Linked DNA regions of Mus musculus: regions 1, 2, 3 and 5 are each linked to region 4. Evidence: chromatin contacts called from public HiChIP or PLAC-seq and promoter capture Hi-C data. All regions are on one chromosome and are shown on one strand. Each heading gives the region's core, a stretch centred on a gene start, on an enhancer-like site or on the middle of the called end of the contact. The rest is flanking DNA. Distances are from core to core; before and after follow the strand shown. Region 1 has its middle 20 kb from the start of Gm35333. Region 2 overlaps Dapk1 (death associated protein kinase 1). Region 3 has its middle 29 kb from the start of A530001N23Rik. Region 4 holds the start of Etohd2 (ethanol decreased 2). Region 5 overlaps Dapk1 (death associated protein kinase 1).

Evidence for each region. Promoter capture Hi-C pulls out the DNA fragments that hold promoters and counts their contacts. HiChIP or PLAC-seq counts read pairs in DNA pulled down with a chosen protein or histone mark.
Region 1: an H3K27ac HiChIP or PLAC-seq map of trophoblast stem cells shows a contact between it and region 4, with 8 read pairs. The contact joins the enhancer-like site here to the promoter of Etohd2 in region 4. A contact is called at or near these places in 3 of 39 promoter capture datasets (the 3T3-L1 cell line and cranial neural crest), 3 of 484 Hi-C or Micro-C datasets (3T3-L1-derived adipocytes, cortical neurons and muscle stem cells) and 4 of 115 datasets of contacts at active chromatin or transcription factors (embryonic stem cells, hepatocytes, pancreatic cancer cells and 1 more).
Region 2: a contact with region 4 is called in a promoter capture Hi-C map of liver, with 3 times the contacts expected there. The contact joins the enhancer-like site here to the promoter of Etohd2 in region 4. A contact is called at or near these places in 2 of 39 promoter capture datasets (frontonasal cranial neural crest and liver) and 4 of 115 datasets of contacts at active chromatin or transcription factors (bone marrow-derived macrophages, extraembryonic endoderm stem cells, hepatocytes and 1 more).
Region 3: a promoter capture Hi-C map of liver shows a contact between it and region 4, with 3 times the contacts expected there. The contact joins the enhancer-like site here to the promoter of Etohd2 in region 4. A contact is called at or near these places in 6 of 39 promoter capture datasets (the 3T3-L1 cell line, 3T3-L1-derived adipocytes, cranial neural crest and 2 more), 4 of 484 Hi-C or Micro-C datasets (3T3-L1-derived adipocytes, cortical neurons, muscle stem cells and 1 more) and 6 of 115 datasets of contacts at active chromatin or transcription factors (the NIH/3T3 cell line, astrocytes, embryonic forebrain and 3 more).
Region 5: a contact with region 4 is called in a promoter capture Hi-C map of hippocampal neurons, with 2.5 times the contacts expected there. The contact joins the enhancer-like site here to the promoter of Etohd2 in region 4. A contact is called at or near these places in 3 of 39 promoter capture datasets (frontonasal cranial neural crest, hippocampal neurons and liver), 1 of 115 datasets of contacts at active chromatin or transcription factors (hepatocytes) and 1 of 9 other capture datasets (adipose tissue).

What each region holds. Positions count from the first base shown.
Region 1 is chr13:60,452,669-60,457,640 of GRCm38.p6, reverse strand. No RefSeq gene overlaps it. Among named protein-coding and RNA genes, the nearest start is that of Gm35333, 20 kb to the right of the region's middle. Within about 2 kb of position 2,245, at least 113 of the 459 cell types and tissues checked have an H3K27ac peak or open chromatin away from gene starts, as enhancers often do. A contact at or near this core is called in 3T3-L1-derived adipocytes, muscle stem cells, pancreatic cancer cells and 1 more, where this site is marked.
Region 2 is chr13:60,662,753-60,667,798 of GRCm38.p6, reverse strand. All of the region lies in intron 2 of Dapk1 (death associated protein kinase 1), which reads right to left. Among named protein-coding and RNA genes, the nearest start is that of Gm35540, 21 kb to the left of the region's middle. Within about 2 kb of position 3,533, at least 21 of the 459 cell types and tissues checked have an H3K27ac peak or open chromatin away from gene starts, as enhancers often do. A contact at or near this core is called in extraembryonic endoderm stem cells, hepatocytes and liver, where this site is marked.
Region 3 is chr13:60,476,837-60,482,197 of GRCm38.p6, reverse strand. No RefSeq gene overlaps it. Among named protein-coding and RNA genes, the nearest start is that of A530001N23Rik, 29 kb to the left of the region's middle. Within about 2 kb of position 3,032, at least 86 of the 459 cell types and tissues checked have an H3K27ac peak or open chromatin away from gene starts, as enhancers often do. A contact at or near this core is called in cortical neurons, embryonic forebrain, hepatocytes and 3 more, where this site is marked.
Region 4 is chr13:59,766,734-59,771,352 of GRCm38.p6, reverse strand. Etohd2 (ethanol decreased 2) reads right to left here and starts at 1,387. Exons shown (of 2, transcript NR_015349.3): 1 at 1,007-1,387; 2 at 1-426. Isca1 (iron-sulfur cluster assembly 1) reads left to right here and starts at 1,564. Exons shown (of 4, transcript NM_026921.4): 1 at 1,564-1,729. The coding sequence starts at 1,649.
Region 5 is chr13:60,693,229-60,697,995 of GRCm38.p6, reverse strand. Dapk1 (death associated protein kinase 1) reads right to left here. Exons shown (of 26, transcript NM_029653.3): 3 at 1,544-1,765. Among named protein-coding and RNA genes, the nearest start is that of Gm35540, 9.6 kb to the right of the region's middle. Within about 2 kb of position 1,460, at least 43 of the 459 cell types and tissues checked have an H3K27ac peak or open chromatin away from gene starts, as enhancers often do. A contact at or near this core is called in hippocampal neurons, where this site is marked.

The DNA.
Region 1 (4,972 bases), core at 996-3,495, 690 kb before region 4:
TTGGAAGATTCAGTCTCCTCGGTACTTCGGCAATCATATGCAAGTTGCTTTGTGTTCCCGAAACCCCAGTAGACCAGCTGCATGGGTGTGTGCTCACGCGCCTCAGCACTGATTCAAGGCAAGCAAGATCGGGTCTCAGTGCTGGCAGATATGGTCTCGGGCTTTAGCCCCAGCTTCCGGAGGGTGACCTGGAGATAGCTTTGCTGTTGGAACCCAGCCAATGAAACTGCCCTGCCAGTTTTTATATTAAAGATGAATGTCTAGGAACGGTCATCTCCCTGCCAGTTTTTATATTAAAGATAAAAACTAGGCATACTCATCTCTGAGGGTGGATGTCAGACTCCTTGGTAGATGTCTATCTCTGTCATTTTCAAGTGTTTCCCACCCACCCCCGCCCCCTTGTGGTTAGTGTGAAACTGTAATAAAATGTGCTGCTAGCCAGAACCACCAACACTCACCAAAGTGAATGCAAGCCTGTCCTTTATAGTTTGCTATAGCTGTGATGTATTGAAACATCAGGGATGGGGTGGGATCTGAGGGTCAAAGGTTAGGTTGGCTGTTAGAGTGTTTTAGTGCCCTTTCATTAAATTCACTATTCTTGGCTGACTCCAGATCTGCTTTGGACTGCCGTCCAAAGAGGAGCTACAGGCAACATTTGACAACCAGGCAGGGTTCTCAATTATTGGCTGATGTAGACCAAACTTGAAGTCATGAAAAACCTCACCAGTGCCTTCATAGCAGAGTCCATTTAAAGGTCTGGATTCAAGGTTATCAGTGCCCAGATGCTACCCCTAGGAGCACTCCTGACTTAGGAGGAACGTTTACAAGTAGTTGACAGAACTACTTATCTGTCCTGCCTTGTCTTCCCCAGGCTTTTGTCATTCTCTGTGCAGTAAAAGGAAAGGGAAACATAGCACACATTCATTTCTGGCCTTGGGAAGGGGCCAGTGATTTGGTTTAGCTAATCTGTGTAGACCCTTAAGGCATCAAACAAAATAACACAGCACATGGAGCCTGGATACCAAGATGCTGGTGTGTAGCGTTGAACCCTGTTGGAATGATTGGCACTTTACTACATCTGATGTGAGCACACCAGGATGAACCACCTGCCACTTTAAGAATTCATTGGTTTTACCTTCAAGTTCTCCACAATATATTCACCATGTATGAAATAGTTCACTGTAGCAGGAGGCGCTGCAGCAGCTGACAGGTGAGTTGTGTGTTCAGGCATAAACCGGTCAGGGTGGAGTCCAGAGGAATTCACAAAGACTGTGGGGGAGTCCAATACTGACAGAAGGTTTTTTTCCCCCCCTTTTTCTTCTAATTCCAACGTCATTTTCTCCTCTTTCCTAGAAGAGGCACTTAGCGACCTTTTGAATGGACTTATATTTAGTACCACTTCATAGAACATTTCTTAAAAAAAAAAAAAAAAAAAAAAAAAAGAGATCCATTGAACTGGTAGGCAAGTGCCTGCCTTAAATATGGCTGGGTGGGAAGTTTCCCAGTAACTGAATCCAGATTGAACTATGCGGAGAGCTGCCGATGCCTCCTGGTTTAGTCACCACTGGCAGGGGAAATTATCCTAAGGCATCTAGATATTTTTGGAAGAATGAAATCTTAAGCTTTTTTTTTTAAAGCCGTTTTGAGGTCTGGAAGAACCCCAGACATGTTTGCTGTTTTCAGTTTAACGTTTGCTGAGCATCTTTCTATTAACTTAGGACACTAAGTGCAGTTCAAGGGTGGCTGAGTCCGCAAAATGTGTTTCCGATTATTTGCATACAATCCAGCAAAGTAGCTTTGGGAGGGATTTTTTTTTTTTTTCATCTCTTTAATTTTCATTAAGCCTCACGCTTTTTCCTCCCCATTTCCTTTCTCTGGCTTTAGTTTACTGAATGACCTTTTTTGTGGACAATAAAATATCTGCATTTTAAAAGGCTCAGATTTTGTCAGACTACAGAGATGCCTCAGTAGGACGAGATGTGTTTCCCCAGAGAAATGGAAGTTGGGGCTGTCTGGAAGCTGGGCTGGGGTTCGGGGCTCTTACGGTCTCTTTTATTTCTCAAAACCCTTTGGTTGGTAATTCTTGAAGCTAATAGGGTTAGTGAACACGTGGCAACGTGAGGAGAAGAACAAAGGAGAAGTCTTCCGTGCTCACTGGCCCCTGTGCCTTTGCAGCTGCCTCGTGGCTGCTCGTGAGAACGGCTCCTTTAAGGGGAAGTGGCTCCAGGGCAACCTGTTGGAGGAATCTGAACTATGCTTCCCGAGCCAAGAATGTTCCGGGAAGGCAGGGGAGTATTTGCAAGCCCTCAGCTGTGAGATAGCCTTGAAGAGCTGAGCAGAAGGCTCATGTGTCTCCTTAATTCTTCTTGTCTCTTATCGCCTGCTTAAGTTGCCTTGCTTGTCTATATTTGTGACTGTAACAACATGCCAGGGGCAGTTCGGCTCTCAGACCAACCGCTAGGCTGGGGTGCTGTCCTCAGTGGGGAGCCAGAAGGAGGACAGCTGGTAACCGAGGAATCCAGGAATTAGGGCAGGTCCAGGGTCTTCTCTGCTGTCCACAGGCCTATGATGCTGCCGGGCTGGCAGCCTTTGTCTGCATCAGGAAGGGTTCCAGCATTTTCAGCTCCCCTCTGTCATCTAGCACTCACACAATCCTAGCTGATTCAGGTGGGAATCCGGATGGAGAGACCATTGCAAACTAAGAAGGCAAGAACATAGGGAGCCAGCTCTGCTCAAAACGATTAAATTCTCTGCATTTAAAACAGGTCTGTTTTCCTCACCCAGGGAACATGTCTGCTCTGAAAACACCTCTGAGAAGCCGAGGTCTTTCATCATGACTGGTGCCGTTTACATGCCCTTTCTAGCTTTAATTCATGATATATATGTTCTGCTCAGGGCTTAAGCTGTGTTTCCTTCAGCCCTCGGCAACACAGCTTACTTCAACTTTATAAAATTAATAACTTGTTTGGCTTCCAGGTTCACTGCCTGGGGTAGATGGGAAGGTCGGAAAAGTTGGGGAAAGGCAGTTTCGTAGAATCCAACCGAAGAGCAGGACCGGGTACAGCAACATTTCCACGGAGATTGATCTTACACAGTAACATTGGCCTGGTAAAAACGAACAGTTCAGTCTTTGTGATCTGGTCACAAGGTTGGGCAGCCATCACTGCTGTTCAATTCTGAATATTTCATCACCGTAAAAGAAACCCTTTAAGACTGTCCGTTTTCAGCCCCTGTCCACTACTAATCTGCTCCCACAGCCAGTTCTTATAGACTCTCTCGTGTATGATGTGTGGCCATCTGTGGTCAGATCTCTGTTGTATGACTCAGCCCTTTATTCCTTTTGCTGAGTCATATTCAACTGTATGGTCCAGCCCACTTACTCATTGAGTAGCTGCTGGATATTTGGGGATTTGTACAAGTGCTTGTGTGAACACGTGTTTAACACACCCCAAGGAGTGGCATTGCTCGGCCCTGTGGTAATTTTGAATAATTTTCTGATTGTTTTCCAAAATTGTTGCACGAATGTTAAAGTCCCTGAAGATGGAGAACGAGGATTCTAATCTCTGGCCACCATGCTCACAGGCCCTTGTTTGTCTTATCTTTGCTGTTGAGTGAGCTTTCGGTGGCCTCTGTGGTTTGGTTTGCATTTCTCTCTATGCCTGGCCGTGTGGAGCATGGTTCTATGGGCTCACAGGCCATCAGCATGTCTTCTTCTGAAAAATATTCCCTCAACTCCTTTACTCATTTAAAACTGGTATATCAGGTGTGGCAGCTCTTACCTACAATCCCAGCACTCAGGAGGCAGAAGCAAATGGATCTCTGTAAGTTCAAGGCCAGCCTGGTCTACATAGTGAGTTCCAAGCCAACACAAGCTACACAGTAAGACTGTCTAAACTAACAAGCAAATGAGCATATATACAATGACACCCCCCACCCTTGGCAATTTGTCTGTACATTGTTGAGTTGTTTATATTGTTGGGTCACGTAAGCTCCTTATCTATTCCAGAAATAAGTCCTTTATTTGCAAATAGTCTCTCTTGTCATGTGGGTTCTCAGTGGAATCCTTTAAAACACAAAGATTTTTCCTATCAATAAAGTCTAATTTATCTGTCGCTTGTGCTTTCGGTATCAAATCAAAGAATCTGATGCTGTAATTGTTTTGTAGTCTTTTGCTATTGTTCTTGTTTTTGTTTTCTGGGTTTTTTTGTTTGTTTGTTTGTTTTGGGGGGTTGTTTATTTGTTTGGGGGGTTGTGGTTTTTTTTGTTTTTGTTTTGTTGTTGTTGTTGTTTTGTTTTATTTTTGAGACAGGATTTCTCTGTATAGCCCTGTCTACCCTGGAACTTGCTTTGTAGACCAGACAGGCCTGGAACTCACAGAGATCTGCCTGCCTCTGCTTCTCAAAGATATGTGCCACCATGCCAGGCTGGTTTTGCAGTTTTATTTTGGGTCTTAGATTTATTTTCAGATAAGTTTTGTTGAAGCGAGTACTTGAATATTTGGAATGTGTGTTTCCCCTGCTCTCTGCTGGGAGACTGTTCTTCTACATGCTTGGTCCTGGAGACTTTGTTTATGCACAGACCCTTGGTCCATTCAATCTGCCAGTGTATCTGCCTTCATGTCACGGTCCCCTTTTATTTAAAAAAGTATTTATTCATTTCAATTGTATGGGTGGGAGTGTTTTGCCTTCATGTATGTTTAGGCACCATGTGGGTGCAGTACCAGAAGAGGTCCTCTTCAGAGGCCAGAAGAGGACGATGGATCATCTGGAACTAGAATTATAGATGGTTCTTAGCTACCATGTGTGTGTGCAGAGAATACAGTCCTAATCCTCTATGAGAACAGTCAGTCCTCATAACCACCCAGCTACCACCCAGTCTTGATTACTGTAGCTGAATAGAAAGTTTTGAAATTTAGATCTGTGATCCCTCTGATTTATGATCTGTGTTTTTTGTTTGTTTGTTTGTTTGTTTG
Region 2 (5,046 bases), core at 2,284-4,783, 890 kb before region 4:
AGCTAGATGTCTGAGCCTTCCAGCAGTGCAGCTCCAGGTGTGCTGTCCACCTCCGAACACACACTGGCCTTTCAGAGTCACACAGCCCACCCACCCCAGACCAGACCCTTCCATCTCCTCATCACCTCCTAGGTTGTATAAGCAAATGACTCTGTGGAAAGCACACCTCCCTGAAACTACCATTTGCATCATGATGAGGCAGAGTGCCAGTTCTAGGCCACCAACAAGTATGCTGAGATGGATGAGCACAGTTGCCTGGCTTTGGTCAGACCACAGATGCTTGGAGAGCTGGTTTTGCTCAGTGGTCTAAAAGCAAGGCTGTTGGCATAATGTTATTGTGCCCTGTGTGACGACTATCCGTGTATCATTCAAATACTGATTTCGGGGCCCTCATATCTTGTTGCAATTCCGACATGGCATTGTAGTGCTTCTTCTAAGAATCTCCTGTCTCAGCGTTGTGTAAACACTGCTCCCCAATTAGCTCTGGTGGGTGGATAAAAAGCTGATCAGCCAATCACTGGGCAGAGGAGATGACAGGGCTGGACTTCCAGTCCCCGCCAGGGCAGGGGTAGTGGAAGAAGAAGGAGAGGTTTCTCCAGGTGGTGAGGGACCAGGAGTCACCATGAGAACACAAATGGAGCAGGCAGAGAGAGCCAAATCAATATTAAAATCCTAAAATCAATACTAAAATACTAAAAGTATATTGGGAATTTGGGCTGGAAAGTAGCTAGATTAGTTTAGAGGGTTAGAATAGATTAATATCTGCTCAGTTATTGTGCCTTAAGGCTTGTTGAATAAATCTAATAGCCTCTGTCTTGATTATCTAGAAGCTAGACAGATTAGAGCAAAAAAAAAAAAAAAAAACTATCACTCTTAAATTTGCACTAACACAAGGCCTGTGTCCTCAGAAACTAAATCCCAGAGTTCAGAGGGGAGATAACTTGTAGAGTTTCTACCAGGCCTAGCTATCTCCAACACAGAAGCCTGCTGCTACCCAGTGCATTCTAGAGACAGCAGCACCAGCACCAGAAATGCAAGACCTCAGTCTAAGCCAGACCTGAAGAACTGGATTCTGCATTGCCTGGAACCTCACAGACTCACTCACAGGCACACTAACATCCTAGAAATGCAGAGTCCCACTCTGCCACTGCCGGGAAGCCTATCTCTCTGCATGCTTAGCAGCTTCCTTTAAAATAAAACCATTTATTATGAGCTGGAGAGGTAGTTAAGAGCGCTAGCTGCTCTGCTCTTCCAGAGGTTCTGAGTTCAATTCCCAGAAAACACATGCTAGCTTACAGCCACCTATAATGGGATCTGGTGCCTCTTCTGGCATGCAGGATACCTGCAGACATAGCACCCATATACATAAATGAGTAAACTTTTGCAGGCCATGGTAGCACGTGCCTTTAATCCCAGCACAGGCAGGCAGATCTTTGCAACCTGGTTTACAAAGTAAGTTCCAGGACAACCAGAGCTCCACAGAGAAACCCTGTCTCAATAAACCAAAACCAAACCAAACAAACAACAAAACACAACAGCCAAAAAAAAAAAAAAAAAAAAAAACCCTAAAAACAAAAACTACACATTGTGAATCTTAAAGTGACAGTCAGCATGTGTACACACTCATGTGTAAGGTCAATGAATGACAGTTGTGTTTACATAATACGAATATCATTAGTTGCTACATTCACTGGGGCAGGAGAGCCAATGGGGAAGAGAGAAGCTAAACTCTGCCCCACTCCCCCTGACGAATGAGAACCCTGGAAATCTTCTTGGTCACGATTGACATCCTGAAAGGCACAAGAAAAATGGGAATTCCCAAATGAAAATGATGAGAATTGGGGTCCTCTTTGAAGGAGTTCACAAATAGCTGGGTAGCTCTCAGAGAAGAAACATCTCATCTATACCTCCAGGTCCAGCAGTGGCATCTGGCAACCTCGGAGAGACAAAAGATAAAGGTGGTAGATGTCCGATGAAACACTGGGGGGCTCCATGTTCTGGCCTGAGTGACCACACACTCCCTGCTGATGGCTATACTTGCGAACAGTGTGAGGCTTTCAAATTGACTTCACCCAAACTGAAGCGCTGGCGGGCAGATGAGCAGCCTCACCACACAACCCTCAATTTGTGTCTCCGGAGCTTCCACAAAGAGGCAGATTGGACAACAGGAAAAAGCCCAATTGCACTTTGAACCTCCTTCTGTCTAATGTCTGACTGCATGTGTGGTGGGGGTGGGGTGGAGACAAGTTTAAGGACTAGATTCTGTGTATCTTCAGAGTTGGTCCTCACAACACCAGATCTAAATTATTTTTTTAAAGATTTATTTATTTATCTTATTTATGAGTACACTGTAGCTCTCAGACACACCAGAAGAGGGCATTGGATCCCATTACAGATGGTTGTGAGCCACCATGTGGTTGCTAGGAATTGAACTCAGGACCTCTGGAAATGCAGCCAGTGCTCTTAGCCATTTTGCCAGCCCAGATCTAAATTATTTATTTGTGCTTCTTTTTGCAATACTGGGATTGAACTCAGGACCAGACTCCCCACATGCTAGACAAATGCTCTCACACCAGCACACACGCCCACATGCACACACGCACGCAACACTTTAAGTTCTAGAATACACCATGCCATGGATCAGAATTTCACAAGCAAATACCAGCAACAGTTGAGATGTTTGCGCTGGTGTTCCCAGCCACTGATTTTGCAGAAAGAAAAGTCTTAAGTTGCCCCATCTTGACCCAAGTAGCGGCTTTTGTTCTCAGGGTACAATTAAGTCACTGTTGGCTTTGGATGCGTGTGTACCGAAGGCACAATGCCTTCTATTCTGGGGCCTACAGAAAACAGGCATTGGCATGAGGTGTTGCGTCTTCCTTCATGTGCCGGACAGTCCAACCTGAAATTCAAGTGCTAAACTTTCAACGGCAAACAGAAGGCTCGTGTTCCAGTGTGCTTCACTGAAACTAAGAGGAACCCTGGGAGTGTTCTCTTACCTATTCTTCCCTTATCAGCATGTTTAGGGGTCAGTGCGCCATGTAAGCAACAAAAGCAAACCGAGAACATGACACTTTAGATGAGGAAAATAAAACCTCAGAGACCCTTGCTCAGTGTTGTATGTATCCTTGCTCTCTCCCAGCCTCTGACTCTGGGACTCAGGACCCGTACATGTGCACAGGCAAGTCAACATTTGAAGTCAGCAGCCTAAATCTCAGCCCTGACATTGCTAACTCCTCTCGTTGGGAAGTGCGCAGAGGCTGATGTCTGTGGGAAGCAAAAGTGGTCTGCTCATGTGTCATACGTACACCACGTGTGATGAGCTCTTTATTTGCATAGTAAATGAGATGAACTAAAAAGAGCAACGGCCCAATGGGAAGGTGGCATTCCCAGAGGTAAGCCATGACACACACTGCCACCTAACACCAAAGCCACTAGAGATGTGATAAACTTGGTTTCCTAGACAAGACTTCTCTACCCCCTGGCTACCCAACAATTTGTGCTGTCTCTCTCTCTGTGTTAATAATTAGACAGGCTAGGATCACACACAGAGTCTGAACCAAGCAGAAAAGAATAAAACAAGAATGGAGTGTGCTTCACACTGGGACCAGAGGGAAAATGAGGTCAAGTCCTTAAGACCCGGTGCCATTTGATCATCCGTGTTTGGGCCTTCTCTCCTGAAACAGACAAGGACTCTTCCCTTATCAACAAAGAAAATATTAACAGGTGACTCAGGTATGCAAAGAACAGCAGCAGCAGCAGCATGGAGCCTGAGATAAGAGGTAAACAGCTGTGAGGAAAGCAAGCCCAAGGGAGGTCTCTAAGCTGTCCTAGCTAAGGAAGATCCAGAAATGCACACATTAACACTACCAGAAATAAAATGTGCATCAGAAGTCTGGAAGTAAAACCTAGAGTGATTCCTCTAAAGAGAAGAAACGCCTGCATTTTGAATGCACTCACTGTATTCTTGAAATTTGTTTTTGCAAGGTGTGTGTGTGTGTATGTGTGTGTGTGTGTGTGTGTGTGTGTGTGTGTGTGTGAGAGAGAGAGAAAGAGCGCATGCACGCGCGCACACACACACACACACACACACATATGCATGCATGCACCAAGCAGTGGGGAAAAGTAGTTCTCAGGTGCAGAGTCATTTCCATAATTTGTTCCAGGCAGGAAGCGAGGAAATAGACCCATGGCCTGGAAGAGGGGGCTTCTGGCTTAGAGAGAAAGCTGAAGAGGTGTCTAGAATGACACAGGACCCAACAGTAATTCTCTCAGCCCTTCCCACAAATCACAGCCTGAGACCAGAGCCCCAGCTGACACAGGCTATGGCAGGCTTTGAGCCCGACAACCAGTGGTTTCCAAATCCTCTTCCTCCTCAAGCATTTATCAGACATGCGTTTCTAAGGCTGAACTGCCACACTCAGTAGACAGAAGCAGTACTGTAGAAAGCTCCAAGCTCGCATGGTTTACATAGCCACCCACCAACCCCAGTTACATAACATCACAAACACATAAGAGCGGGGAGGGGGGGCGCTAATGTGCATGTGTGCACACATGTGTTGGTTATGTTTGTATGTGCCTGCCCAAATGTGGGGTTCAAACACACATGTGTACATGTGTATGACAGCCTGAGACAACCTGGAGTGTCATTCTTCAGACTCCGTCCACCTTTTCCTTTGAAACAATCTCTCACTGGTCTAAAGCTAGCCAATTTGGCTGGGCTGCTTGGCTAGAGAGACCTCCAGAGCTCTGCCTGTCACCACACCCCAGCGCTGCTCACAAGTGCCTGCCATCATACCTGTGTTCACTTACATGAGTGGGTTGGAAAACCTGCCCTGCAAGCACTTTATTCAGGGAGCTATCTCCCCAGCCCAAGTGTTTCTATTTATTAAGTGTGAATAACACACCTGTACGGGTAGATTTAGGTACCCGAGCTGCTGCAGATAAGTCAATCAGCAGCTGGATCAGGCTGGAGGAGGGACTTTTAAGAATACTGTTTCCAGGGCCGTAGGTTCTGACTCAGCTCCCAGGGCCAGTAATCTTCAGGTT
Region 3 (5,361 bases), core at 1,783-4,282, 710 kb before region 4:
CATTCACATATGCCTGCGCACCACGTGCATACAGTACCCGAGGAGGCCAGAAGAGGGTGAGACCAGAGCTATGGATGGTTATGGTTGGGAGCTATCACGTGGGTGATTGGAATTGGACCTGGGCCCTCTGCAAGAATAAGGGCTCAACCTTTCTCCAGGCCTGTTGCTTATTATTTTAAGTTTTAATTTTTAAATATAAAATTGACCTTGAACTTGTTTTTTCTTTTAGAAAAGACTCCTTTTACTTTTAATTCAGTGTGTGTGTGTGTGTGTGTGTGTGCCTGTTTTCAACCTAATGATCTACAGTACCCTTCAGCTCTTTCTTTGCTCTAATTTTGACAAATCATTTTTTACCTCCTGGACAGTGAGCTGAGGGAGAGAGAGAGAGAGAGAGAGAGAGAGAGAGAGAGAGAGAGGAGAGCAGGCGCCTTCCGAAGCCTGAGGCAGTGGATCCCCGAAGTTACAAATGATTATGAGGCACCCACGTGGGCGCAGGTCCCTGACAGCTTGCTCTTGGTTCTCCGGCTTTCCTCTCTTAAATGCTGGGATTAAAGATCTGTGTTAATCCCAGCATTCGGGAGGCAGAGGGAGGCGGATTTCTGAGTTCGAGGCCAGCCTGGTCTACAAAGTGAGCTCCAGGACAGCCAGGGCTATACAGAGAAACCCTGTCTCGAAAATTCAAAGAGGGGGAAAAAGATCTGTGTAGCTAGGCTTGGCTTAAAGTCGAATATCTTAACTTTAGTTTTTGATAGGTAACCTATAAAATCAATTTGCACAACTCTTGGCCACTGCCTTAAGAAAGACTTCCCTTTCCTGCGGTAAAGGAGCTGTAGAGGAGAAGGCTGCCCCCCTGGGGGTTGCTGGGAGACCGGAATGTTGCAGGACCGAGAAGACTGTGCAGCAGCTTTTGCATCAACTATCCACGTCTACTTAACCTCAAACTCCTACTGAACCCGTCCAAGGCCGGTGAAGTCGCTGCTTTCATCCTTCCTGCTTTCCACCTTTGGCCTTTGTTTCTTTGCTCCAGTCAAGGTGCTTCATTTAGGGCTAATTTTGTTTCCGTTTCTGAGAAACTCCTGGGAAGTAGTGGAGGCGCGCGGGCGCTGTGAGCTGGGGGTGGGGGGATGAAGTAGCCGGCAGTGGCACTGTGCCCGCCACGTGGCTTCTTTTCTTTCTTGTCCCTGAGACCGCAGGTGATCAGGGAACAGCTTGGAAAGGTACAATTTAAGACAACTGAGGTGTGTGCTGCTGTCCAATTTGCAAAGAGACAGCAGGGCGTCTGATGTTGCCCTGTATGGTGGATTAGTCCTGTATAAAGGCATGCAGGCAGGGTTGGAGTGATGGGGGTTGTCTTAAAGAGAGTCGGCTTCTGCGGTAAAACAAAGTTAGCACTGGCTAAATGAATGTACTTCCGGGGGCTAGGCTAGAACCCAGTGGCACGGTGAATCTCCATGAGGTTTTCAGGTCTTTAACCCAGCTTTTCTTTCTTCTTGTTTATAATTTTCCTGCTTGTTTATCTAAGACTTTAACTTGCCAGCTCAGCAACTCACATCTGTTAATATTTTGAGATTACAGTTAGCCTCAGCCAATTGGGCCTTCCTTCAATAACAGCAGAACTTAGAAGCTCGCTGCAATTACTCCTGATTCCAAACGACTGCAAAGTGTACCTCTCTGCCCAGTTCCACTTTCTCTCTCTCCCCGTTCTGATTACTGCAAGTTATGTAAATCGAGCTGGAGAAGACTTAATTTAATCAACCCGTGGGTCTGCTTACATTTGTTTAAATATTAACTACAGTCTATATGTAAAAGACCAGAGAGGGACAAACTAGTTGCTAAGCATCGCGGCCAATCACTGACACTGTCTTTGCATTGTCAGATCTCTTTGAGTCCGGCTCAAGGCTGTAGAAGGTTTCGTTGTGCACTCACCACGTGCCTGAGGTAACTCTAGAAACCCGCAGCTCCTTTAGAGACTGTCAGGAAGACATCTATTTCACCAACCATTTATGGAGATGAGGAGAGAGGACAGGACTGTGGGAAGTTGGAAAGGGGTTCTATTTTTCTTGCTGGACATTTCCATTCACTCCAGCTCATCTGCATTGCTTACCTTCCAGACCAGAGGTACCCCTCCCGCTGGGTGGGGGTGGGGGTGGGGGTGGGGATTGGCTGGGTGCTTGGAGTGTTAAGCAATCTGAGAGAAAAGGGAAACTTCTCTAAATTACAACCCAGGGCACTGGTCAGGGAGTAGAGGAAGCTACAAAGCAAAGCAGCTTCTCTGGGCAATAGTGGACCCCAACATAAAAACATTATCTCACGAAGATGCTACATGGCCTTTTGGTAGCAGGAAGTGCGAACTGCGGGTTCTGTAGGTTTCTAACTGCACTGCAGGTGCATCTTGAAGACGGAAAGAAAATGTCAGGCATAGAGGTTGTTTAGCATTACAAAACCAGCTAAGTCCTTCATACCAACACTGACCAGACCTGTAAGTGATTTACACCCCACCCCTCCCCACCCCACCCTACCCCACCTCAGCCAAATGAGTCAGGATAAGAATTTGGTGTCTGGCTTGTTTTTGTCACGGTGCCAGCTCAGAAGTGCAGTGATTGGCTGAGATACAGAACTCCACAATTAACATTAAACACAGGCAGCTGGCTGCATTTTGATTAAAACCGGCGATCAAGAGCTCTGGCAATCTGGGTTTTTGTGATGGCCGGAGCTTTATTCCCTCGTAAATACCACTGACAGTTGTTCGCGCATTGGAGCCTCTTCGTTTACTTTCTCTGTGGTTCTCTGTGTTTAAAAAATTGGCAGAAATCCTTCCAGGTGAAACAGTTTCCGTATCCATTTTCACCCTTGTGGACTGTCAGTTGGGTGGTAGAAACAGGAAAGACAGACAGACCCACGGGAGCCAAGTTCAGGGGTCCCCCACCCCGCCCCACCCCATCTCTGTCACATTTTTTTTTTTCCAGAAAATGGAGGGATTTAGCCCTTGAAGCAGCCTGGTTCTTCCAGAGGGGTGTTACGCTTTGTGGCTCTTTGGCCCCATCTTATGGACAACAGTATTATAAATCGGAGATGGACGATGGTCCTGCAGAGCAGGTGCCCCAGAAGTTTGATTTCTTATTATAAAGTCAAAGTGTAATGATGACTCGGTTTCTCCCAGACTACATTCAGGAATACCCTTAGAGTTCACCGATGTTCAGAAAATCAGTGGCGAGTATGGAAATCTTACATGTGAACATGTGAACAGAACCGTTGCGCATGGTAACTCGAAGACTGTGGTAAGGAGTATGGTGTGTCCAACTATTGTTACTGGCATTTGGGAAGCCTCTCTTTGGTTACCAGATGGTACTTTGGGGCGTTTAGTCTCTTTAATAAAATAATTTAAAAGGGGGCCGAGGAAGTGGCTCTGTGGTTAAGAGCACTGGGAGCTGAGGATCCAGGTTTGAGTCTCAGTACGTGTATAATGGCTCACAACTGTCTGTAACTCAGATTCCAAGGGCTCTGACCCCTCTTCTAGCCCCTGTGCGTACCAAACGCTGAAGTGAGACAGAGACACAGATCCAGGCAAAATAGCCCTGCGCATGGTTTTCAAAACCTTTAAAACTTTAAGAATGGATGAACACATACGGCTTTGAGACAGTTTTACCAGGGTTTAAGAGAGCATCCCTTTCGAGCAGGCAAGCTGTCACCTCTGCATCTTCAGAGAGGAGAAGACTTGAGGAGAGAAAGGGAAAACCACGGTTGGCCATGTGGACAAGCAGCCACATGGCAGAGAGGGAGGCTTTAGAAAAAGAGTAAGGCAGACCACAATGTTGAAGAAGCCCAAAGTGCTGGCAAAGCATCCTAAGACATGAGACAGAAATGAGGAGGGGAAGCTAGGATTTTCTGAATGATTCAGAAAGCAGATAGACTTATAAAGCGACATGCAGCTAGGGGTGGGATCTTGGGAATCCCAGGGGTGACATGGCCTTCCTGAAGGGTGGTCCCTTGGCTAGGTGATTGACACAGGCTAACCGAAATGTTAGGTCTCCACGCAGGCCAGAGATGCCCCCCTTGTAACCAGAAGGAGCCCTCCTTTAGTGGGTTTGTACTACCTTACCTGGACAACATTCTGTTCTCAGTTCTTGACCCTGGAACTAAGAATACGCTAAGCAAATGTTTTGCCATGGAGTCATACCCAGCTCTGTAATGTGTTCTTGGAAAATGCTAAGGAACCCGTGTGTTACATGTTCTCGCCACAAATAGAAAGCAACACAAGGCACACTATATATGTTAATTAGCCAGGTGAGTCACGCCACAAGATACTCTTTAAAACATTATGTTACAGGCAGCAGGTACATTCAGTTTTGTAAAACAAAGATGATGACGGTTTTTCTCATGAGGCACAGGAATCAAACACAAGAATTAAAGAAGGAGCTGCCCAGTGGTCTGTCTCATTTACAAGTCTGCAGTCCTCATCATCCCGATATTGTCTTATCTCTTTCAAGAGACTGGGGTCATATTAATGTAAGTTTCATGAATGGGCGATAGTACTGTTCTATTTAAGCTTTGTACATGTGTGTATATATAGAGGGAAACCTGGTATGTAAGGGTTTGGTAGCATTCAAGGTTTGGGGCATCCACTGGGAATCTTGGAACATCTGTCTGATGAGTACAGTCTATGGTATGAAGAAGATCCAGGTTTTATAGTTTCAAGTCACTGAATTTTTTTTTTACAAGCCTTCCAAGTGCTAGAGATGAGAAAGAAGCCAGAGGCACCTGTGTCCAACCGCCTTTGTGTCATAATGAGGCTGTCTCCCCTAGGTATCAGGAGCCCTCTTGAGTAGAGAGGCTGTAGACATGCACAGGACACCCGGCTCCACAGTCACGGTGACAGAATAAACCAGAGAATATAGTGAAAGCACAAGATGTCGTTTTCCTCACAGTTGTGGACAAAGGGAGGAAGGGTTTATTTCAGCTCAGGGTTTGAGGGTGCAGTCGATGTTGGGGGGCCTTCTCTAATCTGTAGTGACGGGAACATAAAGCTTCATCGCATTCACCTTTTGGTGGATCAGGAACCAGAAAGTAGTAAACCCTTGCACAGATCCTACGTTCTCCCAGAAGTTGTCTTCCCAGGAAGGGTAACACACCACCAGAAGTGTCCTTCACCTTCCTGATGATTCTAAATCTAGTTATGTTGGCAATGCCAACTCACCATTGCATTGGGTCTACAGTGTCAGTGTCGGGAATGTTAATATTCACTAGTTCAAACACACAAACAAATGTGGCTGTCCATGGGCCCCTACCTGAGATGCTAGCTACCACTCCTGTCTTGTTCTCCAAGGATGGTGCTAAAATAGACAGGAGATGGAAGACACTGGT
Region 4 (4,619 bases), core at 138-2,637:
CGCAGCCAGGCCAATCTTTATACCTGGTAGTTATTTTCTACTTGGATGTTTTGTCGGTTGTTGAGGGAGAGGAGTGTACTTACCCCTAAAATTAAACAGAATTGTCATGTTTTCTTCTAGCCTTAAAAAGGTTTCCTACATTTTGATTCTTAAAAAAAATTCTGCCCAGCAGCCTGGTGTTTTTGATGGCTTATACTGATACCATTAGACAAGTGAGGCACGCTTCTCAGCGGATAAGATAGCAGGCTCGCAGCCATGGCCAAGTCAAAGCTTCCTCTGCAAGCGATCGCAGGGCCAGGGCCGATGCCCTGTTCTGTTCTAAAACAGCGGAAACTCAGAATCCAGTTTTTACAGCAGGAGTTCTGAACACCCGATCTTCACCTTCTAACAGTCTCTTGCTCACTGTGAACTGCTTTGGCAAGCTTCCTGGTAAAAGATGTAAAAGATGTGTTTTCAGTGTACAGAGAAACCCTGTCTCGAAAAACCAAAAAAAAAAAAAAAAATCAGTCTGTTTTTCTTTTGCTTCAAAGGTGGCTTCTATCTTAAGGAGAGGATATCTTCCCAAGTGGAACAAAATCCTTGCAAGAGAGAGATCAATGACCGAGTGGGGTTCACAGTTTTCAGACACTAAAAATAGAGTTGAAAACATGGTGTGCCCACTCTTTGTAAAGCTATGAAGAAAGGGTCAGAACATTTTCTTAGCTCCTGGGCAGGTCTAGGCAGAATGTACAATGTCTGTCTTACTCTGTCAGTGTTCCAGCATGGCAAAGTCCCCATTTCGGACGGGGAAACTGCCCCTTCTAGTCAGACCAGTGAGATCGCACTGGAAAAGAAAACACTTGTTCTTTCCGTCTAGACCTGAGGCCGAATCCATTTCCCTCCCTCGGCCTTCCTGGAACCATAAGGGGGCGATCAGGGGTAGCAAACCCCTCAGTACTCCCCACGCCCACCCAGTTCCCGCACGGGGCCAGCTGCTGCTCCGAGATAAAGGAGCTCCCGTTCTTACGTCATCACGGGCCGCGAAGGAAGCCGAGGCGTGGTGACAGGCGCACAGCTAATCAAATGGGACCGGCTAGCAGGAAAGGCTAGCCAAATGTGCACGGGGCCCGGGATCGGGACTCAAGAACCGATGCTAACGTAGCGCCCAGGGCGCTCGCTCTCAGAGGCTCGGATAGAGCCACCATGCCCGTGCTTCCATGCGAGGCTGGTAGCTACGTACGTGCTCAGTTTTCTTGACACAAACTGCTACACAAGAGTGACATTTCAATAACTGGAAACCTGTCGTATGGTGTCTACCCGCTTGCTTTACTATCGAAGCAGCTCCAGAGTCACAGAGCCGTGTCCCCACTTCCGGGGGGTCTGTCGTTAGTGTACGCCATACGGAAGGAGCCATCCCACTTCCGCTAGCGCAGTGACCGCGAAGCCCGCAAGGTCACAGGTCACCTCCCTTGCCTCGTCAGTGATGACGGCCAATCGGCCCGGCCCGTCACTCACCCGGACTGTCCAATGGTGGAGCGGGACGGGCGACGGGAGGCGGGGCCTGTGGCGCCTGCGCAGGAGCTTGTGGCGTCAAAGTGCCCGCCGTGTCCATGGAGAGAAGTTGAGTCCCCACGCTCCAGCCGGAGGCTGCGGGTGCCGCGACGTGGACATGTCGGCGTCGTTGGTCCGCGCCACCGTGCGGGCTGTGAGCAAGAGAAAACTGCAGCCCACGCGGGCGGCCCTCACACTGGTGAGTCACCTCGGCGTCCGCAGGGAGGTGGTGGCGGCGGCGGCCCGGGGTGCAGAGCGAGCCTGGACGCGGACTAGGGTCTCCCGGCGGGCCGCGCGCGGAGCTCGATGGGGCGGACGGGCTGTGTGCGCTGCCACCGGGCGGCCGGGGCGGAGGACGGCAGTTTGCCGCCGAGGTCACGGCGTTCCCGGAGAAAGGTCACACAGGGAACGCCGCGGCTCCGCATAACCTCCCAGGAGGCGTCAGCCCCAGAGGATCGGGACAGCGTGAGACCGGGATTCATTCGGTCCAGACGCCACCGCGGAATCCGCTCCACCCAGAGTCCTAAGAGGGGCTCTTGCCAATAGTTAGTTGAAGCAAAATAGAAGGGAGTCGTGAACAAGTGAGATAATCTGTTTATAGGATAGGTCATTGTTTGGCCCTTCAGTTTGCCCCAGTAATCACACTGCATTCTGTGTTGCTTTTCCCTCCGGGACCAGCTAGTTTTCGTCACCGCAGGTATGTCATGGATTCTAGGATTGTGCAAACTATGCTCATCTTACTGAGAATAGAGTAGAATCCTCCTACAAGTAATAAATTCCAGAAAAGTCGAGCACAGGATAGGTGGTGGTTGTTATTGTCGTTGTTTGCTTGCTTAGTTTTGTTTTGTTTTTTTTTTTAATCACCATTTGGCCTATTGCATGTTACTTGGGAAATTTCGACCCGCCCCTTCTCACACCCCCCCTCTGCCCCCGTTTCTACCTCATAAGCATACATTATCATGATCCGCTGTTTTTCATGAGAAGAAATAATTGAGTTGCCTGGCTCGCACCCTCCGTAGGCCATTCCTTCCAGGAGTAACATCTCATTTGCACAGTCCTGGCCTGTGTCGTGCTTTGTAATCTTCTGTTTCGTTATGTATAGTAGATCTCAATTCACACCCTCTGCCGCGCTGCCTAGCTCAGCTGTAGAGTCTGTGGTGTTAGGCTTGGTCCTAGAATCACCTTTCCCTGATTTTCATAGGCACAGCTGTTGGCAGGCGTCGTGGTTCGTACTTGTTTTTCAAGTGTCTGGTAAACATTTTGAACCCCAGCACATAGCAAATGCAAAAGCAACGAGGTGACCAACGGCCTAAAGTGTGAGAGAGAGATAACTAGCAAACAAGAGTAATATGAGTTAGGTATTGCTTGGCCGGTACATCAGCCTGACAGCAGGGAGTCTGACATTCTGCAACATCTACTAGAAGTCAGCCATGGCCAGGAAAGGTGTGACATAAAACATAAACACTAGCTATCTGTTAGCTGATGCCAGTCGTGGACAGAATGGATGGGCTGGCACATTGGGCTGTGTGTATTTTTAGTCAGGGTTTCTAGAACTTATGGATAGTCTATATAGTAAAGGGATTTGTTACAATGACTTAAACAGTCTGTAGTCCAACTCCTCAACAATGGTCAGCTGTGAGTGGGAAGTCCAAGGATCTAGTAGTTGCTCAGTCCCATGAGGCTAGTTGTTTCAGCTGCTCTTCTGTAGATGTAGGTTCCAACAGATGTGCTGGCAAGTAAGTGCAAGCAGGCAAAAAGCAAATCTTCCTCCTCCCAGTGTCCTCCTGTAGGTCTCTAACAGAAGGTGTGGCCCAGGTTAAAAGTGTGTACCACCTTGAACTCAGAGATGATCTTGCCTTAGTCTCCTGGGATTGAAGGTATGTACTGCCTTGCCTGGGCCTAAGCTTTTCATGGCCACTGTGCCTCAAGATCTCCATGCCAAGATCCAGGTCAGAAACTTTTATCTAACAACCTCAAGCTCTGGATTGCAGGTGAGGCCTCCAGCTTTGGATTGTGGTTCATTCCAGATAGAGTCATGTTGGCAACCAGGAATAGCCATTACACTGTGGTGTAGACTGGTAAGATCTGCAAACCCAGAATGGCTCCAGCTCACCACATCCAAAAACAACGTGCTCCTTCCCACCCCCATATATCTAGGAGTTAATAGAGTTGAATTTGCAGGGACCAGAGTCAGATGTGACTGGAGAATGTGAAAGCTGCTACCTAGTTGATGGGCAGCTTTATTTCCATCATTGTACAAGACAGAGGTGGTCAGCTTTCATGACGAGAGGCTCATCCTCACCAAGCTCCACTTGGGAGCGAGCGGTGGGGCCTAGCTAGCATGCATGTTGGTACGCGCTGAGAACCTAGTTCACTCTGTATGCACTGTAGTGTGTACACTGTACTGTAGAAGACTCTGGACGCTTAGCTTCCCAGCGCAGCCTGGTAGAGAGGGGCCCAGGGTGTGTATAAGGACATGTTACTTCACTGGAGTAGGGCCAGAAGATCTTTGGAACAGCAACTAGCACGTGCCTTTGGTTTAGAAACATAACCAGGAAAACCTGCAGGTTACAACCAGGTTTCTAGTCCAGTGGTAGAACAGCCGCTTTAGGGCCTGGCGTGAGAACAGAGTGGGGTGTTGTGTGTTCATTGTAAAGAGAGATTTGTTTTGTGTCACAGTTGTTAACTCTTTGGTCATTAATTTAGGAGCCCTTGCAAATATTTAATTGTGCCTTAACCACAGAGTTGTAAGATTAATAGCCATAACAAACACGGGCCAGGGGGAGGAGCCTGTGTGGGGGCAGGGGCTAAACTGGCAGAGAATGAGCTGTGAAGCTCAGGGCCTGAGTTTCCTCTCCAGTTCCCAGATAACAACAACAAAAAAGCTAAAGTTGGGGGGTGGGGTGGGGGTGGTGCATACTTGTGATCCCAGTGCTGGAGTGGGAGCAGGCAGGGCTGGGGCTCCAGTGGCCATCAGCCACCCTACGGGCCCAGCCCCAGGCCATGTGAGCAGTTCTGAAACATTCCTGAAGTGCATTTCCCAGCATTCTGACCAAAAAAAAAAAAGCAGCTTTGGAATAATTGTTTGG
Region 5 (4,767 bases), core at 211-2,710, 930 kb before region 4:
GTATGTCTTAGTCAGGGTTTCTATTCCTGCACAAACATCATGACCAAGATGCAAGTTGGGGAGGAAAGGGTTTATTCGGCTTACACTTCCATGCTGCTGTTCATCACCAAAGGAAGTCAGGACTGGAACTCAAGCAGGGCAGGAAGCAGGAGCTGATGCAGAGGCCATGGAGGGATGTTCTTTACTGGCTTGCCTCCCCTGGCTTGCTCAGCCTGCTCTCTTATAGAACCCAAGACTACCAGCCCAGAGATGGTCCCACCCACAAGGGGCCTTTCCCCCTTGATCACTAATTGAGAAAATGCCTTACAGTTGGATCTCATAGAGGCATTTCCTCAACTGAAGCTCTTTTCTCTGTGATAACTCCAGCTGTGTCAAGTTGACACAAAACTAGCCAGTACAGAGTATGTGTGCAAATCTCACGCTGAGTTAGGGAGGCAGGTCTCAGAGTTTACACATTGCTCCATTCTGTTGGCACATTTGGGGGTTAGGACGTGGAGATGGGTATGTTAGAAAGTAGCCCAAGGGACACTGGAGCTTTGTAGAGTGTGGGAAGAGCTGTGGGGCTGTCCTGAGTCACCTGACTATGCCTGTTAACTTTACCATAGCTGTGCAACCCTTCCTTTGGCATTATTTATGTGACTGGACAGGAATTCCCCCCAAACCACAAAAGGTTAAAGGAGTTGTATGCCCATCTAATTTATAGACAAGAAAGGGAGCAGTCAAACAGTGGGCAGGCACACCGGAACTTAGAAAACTCCAAGGAATTGAATGGGACTTGTGGTCCCTGAGGACCACCCCGGATCAGCTGTCAGGGCATGAGCTCCACCCATCCTGCTTTCCCCAAGTGGACATCCAAAATGCCTACAGAGACTCCCCGAGAACCCTCGACTGGCTTCTTCCTCTCTCTTGCAAGAGTGGGCTGCTGGCCTTGATCGCAATGGGTCCCCCCCCCCGCACCCCCCACCCCACACACACAGCACAGGCAGGCAGGGATCCAGGAAAGGGAGAGGCAGGAGGTAGAAACCAGAACTGGCTCAGAACAATGCTTATCAATCAGGCTGCCCACCACGACACCAGATGGGCAAGATGGAAAAGCAGCAGCATGCTTAAAGAGTCCCAGAATCACGTCTCAGCGTTCAGCTTCAACTCCATCCTTCCTGTAATTATCGCTGACAGCTCCACAGTTAAAAGCAGGGTGTGTGTGAAAGATTAAGAAGGAGGAGGAAGGAGAAACAAGAGAAAGGAGGATGGAATGAGAGAGGAAAAAGACAAGGAAAACGGTATGGTATACGCGTGAAGCTTACGGAGAAGCCCCTAAGTATGGCAAACAAAGATGAATTTCAGAGTGGGTGAGCCCCAAGACTCATGGACCCTCTGCAAATCAAGTGTTCCTTAGTTACTCGAAGCTGCATCTTTCAGGCAGCTCAGGCTCAGGCACACAGCTCAGTGCTTCTCTCAAGGATGGCTCAATTGGGATAACGATAGCCCATGCAGCCCCATGCCCTCCCCACGGTCTCTTCCAGACACCACAGGGAACACTCACAGCTCCAGGATCAGAATGACATCTGTCTTGTTCTCATAGACCTCATGCAGGGTGATGACATTTGGGTGCCGGATCTCCTTCAGGATGCTGACCTCCCGCTCGATGTCCTCCCGGCTCACGCCCCGCCGGCTGGACTTGGTCCTCCTTTTCTTGATGAACTTGGCCGCATACTGAAGACCGGTACTTTTCTCACGACATTTCTTCACAACTGCGAACTGTCCACTGGCAGAGAAAGATGGAACAGCATTTAAGGTTCACTGAAAGCAGGATCAGGGCAAGGACATAACATGGGGACACACGGACTGATCAGGGAAGTTCAAAAGTTTGACAATAAACAAGGGAGGTGGGCATACTGTGCATGGTGCAGCTTTACTGAGCCCATTCCCTCTGAGCAATGCCATAAAGAGTAAGGTTTTCTTCCTTCCTTCCTTCCTTCCTTCCTTCCTTCCTTCCTTCCTTCCTTTTCTTTTTTCTCTATTTCTTCCTTTCTTTCCTTTGACACATTTGATTAAATAGATAGCTAGCCAATCTGTCTATAATTTTTTTCCCTCCCAATTCAGGCACTCACACATGGCCTGTTTCAACAAACTCTTCTTCTGCATGTCTAGACACAGAACCAAGAAAAGAGGGAGGGGCGGAAAGAATAATATTGGTAGAGAACACACAAGAGTCTGCCTTCAGAGACATTCCTTGCATCAGTGCTAAATACCACAGCACCCAGAAAAACAAGATCCACAGTCCTCAGAACCAAAGGGCGGAGGAGCAATTTCTTTACCCTGTTCACCCTCCTCCCAGTCGAAATCCCTTTCCAGGGATCTCTGGGTTTCGGGGTTGCTGACTTCAACTCCAGGAACTGGATCATGGGATCTAGATTGAGCCAATCAGTGCACCGTATTCTTTTAACTCCAATGACAGACACATGGCCCATGTAAAACCTTTCAGACAATGGGGAGGCAGTCTTTATGAGACTCTCTTCACAGACACTGAACGATATATAAAACTCGAAAGTGGCTGAGCTATGTGGGATCAGTAGGGATCAGCTTGTGGTTTAAGGGAAACCACTGCCAGGCGTGCAGTGGAGGAAAGGAAACCAGGTCTGTGGGACACTGCAGAGTGGCTGAGTTGATGCTAGCCTGAAACTATGTAAGTGGACTTTTCAGTACTTAAGCATTCCGACTAAAGGCAGCTTGATCTGGGTTGTCTTTTTCCTGTAGATAGAAGCATCCTCAGTGTCACAGAACACACAACCAGATCTCATTCCCACGCATGGAGATCAGAAAGGAAGTTAGCAAGACAGCGAGTGGTTAGATAACAATGAGGCCATGCAATTACATGGCAATCCCTCGGAGGTACTGAGACACAGGAAGAAACATCTGGATCAATCCCCACCCTCTCCTTTCTTCTCTATTTACAAAGGGTCTGACCACCCCTCAGGCTGTGTACACTTCTGCGCACCTGCTGAAGAACATACATGAAAACAACAAGAAGAAACCTAAATGAAAGGTAATATTTTCATATTAGGAGAGGACAATTCATCACATTTAGCAGCAGAAGCCACTGAAGAAAACACACTCACACATACATACATACATATCACACACACACATATACACACTCACATACACATATATCCTACACATACACTCACACATACATACACATATACACAAACACATTCACACATACATACATACACATTTCACACATACACACACACACGTATACCTACACACATTCCACACATTCACACTCACATACATATACACATACTACACATACATACACATATACACACACATTACACACTCAAAGATACACACACTCACACCTGCATACACAAAACAAAGATTATTTTTGCAGCAACTTTTTTTGTTGTTTTGCATGATGGGTTAATCCTCATTTCCCTCTCCTGCAGCAGAACACTGGAGAGCCAGGATTGGCTGCTGTGAACTCGCTGGCTTAGAACCAAGACAGGATGTGACTATCTCAGTCACTTTACAGTTTCCCTGGGAATCCCACACCGGTTTCTGTTGCAAGGTAGATGGTAGCAGAGAGGAGCTCCCACAACCTGTATAGAGAGCAGGTTTACATCAGCTTGAGAGTTCAGAGAAGAGATGCCAAGTGGTCCTCACTTCACAACTACATCATCAGGCCCCACTAAGCATACTCAAAAGGATGCAGGATGGAGAGGTGAGCTGAGATAACCAATGACTATCCCAGAACCCCCAGAGGCTGGGCTGTGCGTGCCTCACACATGGACAGAGCGACTTGGATCCAGGATCAAGGCCCACTCTCTATTGATTCATGAAAAACTTCTGCAGAGGAGCCTCACCTCTAATTGGGAAGTTAGACGTTCTCGTGGATGTGGCTGCACTTCTCAATGTCCCAAGGTTAGGTAATGTCCAGGTAGGGTTAACCCTAAGGCCTATGATAGGACAGAACAGCAGCCAGTGCAGCCCAGCTAGAGCCCAAGGGCGAGGGAGGGTAAAGACATGCCCAGAGGCACCATGGGCAGAACATCCAGGACTCATGTCCTCAATGATGTCAGCAGCAGACAGAGTGAGAGACTAAGGCCGGATGGTTAGGAAAGGCCCTATCCTTGATGGACACAGGGCTTAAGAAGGTTCCGGAGAAACATCTACACCCATGCCAACGCCATTCCTTTAAAAACACCTCTCCTTATTTTTCTCTCCCTTGGCAATGACTTCATCTTCCCATATCTCCTCAAGTCCTGATTATGGCACACACCTTGTGTGAGACTTTTCATTTTCTGACTGCTTCTCTCTCCCCCCTTCTCAAGGATGTGATTTTCCTGAGGACCAAGGGCTCCAGGCTCCCCTATCTATCGTTTCCTTCCACCCTGGATGCAGAATGCCTCACAGAGTTGATGCACAGCACTGGCATACAAGGCTGACATTCTGAAAACCAGAGTTTTAAAAGGAGTACATTGTGTTATAAGCCAATGAGCTATGTAGACGCTCCAAACCCAGACCACCTACAAGCTGTTAACATGGGCTTACTGCAAATCTCACCAAGTGGTGATAATATCAAGATCAATCTCTTGAAGCATTTGTTAAAGTAGAGAGATGTGTGGATCTGTTTTCCATTGCTATGACAAAATACCTGAGATATCTTATCAAGACAAAAGGTTTGTCTCATAATTTCAGATGGCCCAGGCCTTTATCAACTAGCCTCATTGTTTGAAGCTTGCTGTGGGAGCTTCA